Linked DNA regions of Capsicum annuum: region 2 is linked to region 1. A link is a contact called in public Hi-C data. All regions are on one chromosome and are shown on one strand. Each heading gives the region's core, a stretch centred on a gene start, on an enhancer-like site or on the middle of the called end of the contact. The rest is flanking DNA. Distances are from core to core; before and after follow the strand shown. Region 1 has its middle 25 kb from the start of LOC107844196. Region 2 holds the start of LOC107844240 (50S ribosomal protein L18).

The links. Hi-C and Micro-C count contacts between places; a contact is called where the count stands out from the background.
Region 2: a Hi-C map of leaf shows a contact between it and region 1, with 1.9 times the contacts expected there. The contact joins the promoter of LOC107844240 here to the enhancer-like site in region 1. A contact is called at or near these places in 3 of 5 Hi-C or Micro-C datasets (bud, leaf and placenta).

The regions. Positions count from the first base shown.
Region 1 is chr1:201,119,644-201,122,343 of UCD10Xv1.1, forward strand. No RefSeq gene overlaps it. Among protein-coding and RNA genes, the nearest start is that of LOC107844196, 25 kb to the left of the region's middle. Within about 2 kb of position 1,393, at least 3 of the 5 cell types and tissues checked have an H3K27ac peak or open chromatin away from gene starts, as enhancers often do. A contact at or near this core is called in leaf, where this site is marked.
Region 2 is chr1:201,252,053-201,254,752 of UCD10Xv1.1, forward strand. It overlaps LOC107844240 (50S ribosomal protein L18), which reads left to right and starts at 1,313. Exons shown (of 2, transcript XM_016688703.2): 1 at 1,313-1,746. The coding sequence starts at 1,582.

The DNA.
Region 1 (2,700 bases), core at 143-2,642:
ACAAAAGGAGTAGTTTATACTTCTTTTTGAATATTTTTACATGTGTAACGTGTATTTACGATACAAATGAGATGTGCTTTTGAAAGTCTAAGTAATTACACTCTATTATATGAGGATATATTGTCGAAGTTGAACAAACTATAACTATCGATTACCATATCGCAAAATACTGAAATCAAAAATCAAAATATCGAACCTTATCAAATTAATATGAATAATTTATCTCTTTTGCCTATTTTACCCATGCTATATTATTCATCTCTCAATAGATTTATCAATGCATTGATTTTTATTATCTTCTAAGAATGATATAGTAAAATATCTAATAAATAAGTATTGTTGAACGAAGGGATTACATATCACATATTGTATGGTAAATGAATATATCTAGTAAAGGGCACTTCTCAATTCTGATGTCATCAACAACATTATAGGAAATATATCTCGTAAATAAAAGTAGTTATTTCTTTCATTTTGTATGAGGCCCTATTTAAACCATCGGTTCTCATATCATTGGAGTTCTATTTCGATGTAGGATGATAATTTGTTTTCTGATAGTATAATTTTAGATAATATTTATTTTATGAGTGAACTAGAAATGTAAGATTCATTTTTGTCACCTAGTACGTGTGAGGAATCATTATACGAAGGATGAAATACGTATTCCACACATAAAATATTGGATGCATTGGATATGTATAGAAGATATATTTTTAGAAGAAAAAATCCATCATGAAACTTTTTCTTCGTGTATGAGGTTTTTATTTGAGAGAAAAAAGAAGACTATGCTTTCGCCATATGAATACTAAGTAATAATAGCATGGCACTTCAAATTCGATATGAGAAATTTTTGTATTGTATTTTTTTTCAAAATATTAGATTCTGTATCGAGAGAGTAGTATGAGATAAGGGGTATTTTCGATTTTCTCTTATCTATCGGGAATTCGGTTCAGCGTCACAAACAGTTTTGTTTTCATACCGTAGAGTTCTTAACAATTTTACATATATACCGACATATTAACCATTAATTACTAAAAATCCCAACTTCTTTCAAAATCTCCTAAAATTCCAACATTTGACCTCTGATGATACAAGTTAATTACATTAGATACATACATTAGATACATGTAGGGTTAACTTGTATCTCAAAAATAATAAGAAGTATGAAATGTTGGGATTTAAGTATTTTTAAGAAGTGGACGAATTTTTAAAAGCTTAGATAGTTATGTTGTGGTTTTAGGTAATTTTTCCCATTTTAATTGTGGGCTAACCAACATTTATTGAACAAATCTAAGCCAACCTAAAATGTGGTAACCAACAATTATAGCGAAGAAAATATCTCGAATCGTGTCCCGACACCTCTTCAATCACAATAGGCATTTTTATGGTCAGTAATTAATCTGCTTCCTTTTAACGCTCTGACGTCTCGTGCAAGTGTTCATATTTTCTACCCATCATGTGGTCCATGGTTGCTTTTGATTGGGATATTTGATCCTGAGAATGTATTATTATTTTAAAAAATTATTTTATTTTAGTAAAAGTTATAGTGTTTGATTATAAAAATTTGAAATATATCTGAGAAATGTACTTAAAAAAATGAAAATAAGTTAATCTTATTTTCACTATTATTTCTCAAACAACACTTAAAAACAATTCCATTTCATTTTTATAGTCAAACACCACTCCAAACTTCAATTTAAATTTTAACTTTAAAAAATTTTAGATTTCATGAACAAACATCTACGAGATGTCTTAAAAATAGTTATATGTGGCTCCATGCCAAATATACCTAAACTTTGATCCAAAAAAAAGGGAAATAGTTCGAAATATATCTAAACTTTGACGAAATTTATTATAACCTGCCTCAACTTTGTGGGGGTCTTATGACCTCTCTCGACTATTTATTGTTGTATTTCTGTAGTATATATTTATCTGGTTGGATCACTGCATGAATACACGCACAACGCGTAAGGATTTGAAGTACTCCAACTGGATAAATATATGTCACAAAAATACAATAACAAATAGTCAAGAAGGGTCATAAGACCTCCACAAAATTAAGACGTGTTATAATAAATTTCACAAAAATTTAGATATATGTTTAACTCTTTTTCCAAAAAAGAATATGCCATTGAAGCAATGGTCAGATGGTATATATGTGAAGTTTTATTTTGAATATGACATCTTATTTTTAATATGTGGCATATTTTTTCCACAGGACCACATCAGGCGATCAACTACACATATTTTATTTATATAATGAATTTTCATCTTGTTGTATTTAATAGGAATAAAATTATACTTATTATTGTGTTTAATTGAAATAAAGCTAATTTTAAAATTCCAAACAAAATTTTTAGATAAATTTAAGGGTTGTACAATGTGGTCTCTTTATAACGTCATCTTGCTATAACAATATTTCATTGTAGCGATCTGATTTTCCTTAAACCGATTTTTCATATTATATTTTACTTCACTATAATGATATTCTATCTAAAACAGCAATGACGTTTATTACAGTGGTACACTCTTTGTAAAATTACCTCTTTATAACATCATAGTTAAATATTATGTAAAAAATATATTATGTATAAAAAAAAATTAAAATTTTTATGGTAATCATCATAAATGTCATGTATGCAGACATTGAATTTTAAGTATAAGTATCTAATTTTAAGGAAAAAAATATATTTAAATGGT
Region 2 (2,700 bases), core at 63-2,562, 130 kb after region 1:
AATTACATCATGTCACAATTTATTTTATCATAATTACTTAAAATCCAACCTTTTTGAATAATTATATAAATTCTTAATTTTATTTAAAAGTTTGGATATATCATTGAAGTATGTGATGTATTCGTGTATAGTTAGGTGATGTATTTATGTGGAATATAATGTATTTGTGTAAAATTGAGAGATGTATTTGAAAGAATATGATATATCTGTATAAAATTAAGAGATTTATTTGAAAGAATTATGTACTCGTATGAATTATTCAGAGGTTTTTAGTAATTTTGCAAAAAAGAAAGAAGATATGATGTAATTCAGCTATATACCTCGGCTTGTAGACTTGTAGGGGTGTGCAAAAACCGAATCAACCGATAAATTGAATCGATAAAAATTGTTATTGGGTTATTGGGTTGACAATTTTTTTATTGATCTTATAAAAAAAATTATTGGATTAATGGATCGATTTTAGCTTATTGGGTTATCGGTTAACTGATAACTCAATAAGGATATACTAAATTATTGTTTTACCCCAATTTATGTTATATATATATATATATATATATATATATAAATAACTATACTACTTATATATATATTGTGTAGGAGTTTGGCGACAACTAAGATTCTATTTTTTTATGTTAGTTGTTACTATTTTTATTTTATGAGTATTTTTTTATTGGTTAAATTGAAAATCGAACCATTAAGGACAAAAAATCGATAAAAAATATCTTATTTGTTGATTATTGATTTTGCATATTCAAAAATGAAAAACTGATAAATCGAACCAATAACGTATAAAATCAAATCGAACCGACCGATGCACACTTAGACTAGTACAAAGCACCTTGGTAGACTTAGCACGAAGGTCCAGCAGGAAAGAGCCCAATAGAACTTAGGAGCTGCCCTCTTAAATGGGCCTATGCAAGTTTATTTGGGCTTAGTGGCCAGTATGAGGGATGCATAGAGGCCCATTAGGATAAGATTGTAAGATGGTACACCTAGTTAAGTAGTTATTCATCTTGGTCGAACAAAAAAGTTACGCATCCAATACAATAGGAAAAAATATGTGCAATTGAAAACATCAACTGATAATTATCTAAAATAGCTAATATTTAAAATAATTATGATTTACAGCTAACATTTAGATTAAATAGTATATTTCGACTTTTGGGATTCATATATGTTTGAGGACGAACTTTGAGGCTCAAATACAAATCTCTCTAAAGACTTGTATTTGTATACAAAATAAATTTCAAGCCCATATGTAATCTCTAAAGTGAATTTGTATGTATATATACAATTTCTAATTTGATCTAACAAGGTAACAATTTTATATGAGACATTTATTTTTGATAAGATAATCAATTAATATGGGGTTAAAAGAGAGTATTACAAAGTGATTACTTTTCATTTATAGTACTAAACTAATTGAAATTGTGGCTTAATTTTGATTGGACACTAATTTTTGTTACTCCTGGCTACTCCATCTAAAAAGCTAAGGGAGGGGGGAGTAGTAGGCCATATATGGTGCGTGTTGTTTTGTGTTGACAGGGATAGGAATAGCTTAGTGAAGAAGAGTGAGGAAGAATGGCTTCTTCATCATTTGCACCTACTCTATGTTTCTCCCTCTCATCTGAATTCCTTCAATCACAAAAACCCAATTCCCTTTCATGGTCTTCTTCTTTACCCCAACTCAATATTTCTTCGTCTTCTTCTTCAACACCCTTCCCTTCAAATCTCTCTCTCCACCAGGTATCTTCTTTCTGTCTTTCTTCATCTATTTCTACTATTTTATTTATTTTCTGAGGGTATTTTTTGCCCTGTAATTTCTGGTTTATTCTGTCACTTTCTTGCTCTAATTAGAATCAGTCTGCATTTTTTTTTAATATAAAGAGTGAATGGGCAAACAAATTTTTGAACAAAGTTGGAATATTAGTGATGGTAGATAGTAACTAAGTCGAACAAAATGTGAAGGAGGGCACAATAGTTTGATTATTTCGTTGTGTTTCTGCTTAACTGTAACTATATGTTTCCACCTTATCTGATTGCTCCTCCCCAATCCCTCTTTTATTTTTGGTCTTTTGTGTTGCTGAGGAAGAGGTAAGGTCTGCGTACACACTATCGAGACACCACTTGTGTGATTACGCTGGGTATGTTGTTGTCGTTGTGTTGCTACGGAGTAGGGATACAATCGCAATGATATCAGTTAATTCAAGGAGATTTTTTTTTTTAAGTCTTTTCTTCTGATTGATGTGGAAAACATAGGAGCTGGACAGAAGAGAACCATCCAATTTCTAAAATTCAGCTGAAATGACAATGTTCCTTTTTAAAGATTGGATTTTTATGGAATTTAGACGTTTGAGAAATTCGGAAGCAAAAGCCCATATGACACAAGTGTTCATTCTCAGGCAATACAGAGATTTCTTTTTTTTTTTTGGATCAGGTAAATAGATTCATTAATCACAAGGCCAGAATCGACCGTATGCCAAAAAGTAAAGAACCTACAATTACGAGACACCCAATCCTCTACACAAACCGGCACTACATATAGGTGCACCAAAAATAAATAAGGGGCCGGAGGCTAGGCATCACCCAAGACATACCAAACCAGTTAAACATATCCCAGCACAGTTTCGAAGTCAGGTTGCTATGTGGTAGCAGATGATCAACATCCTCACCCGTCTCCTTGCATAAGAAGCACCAGCT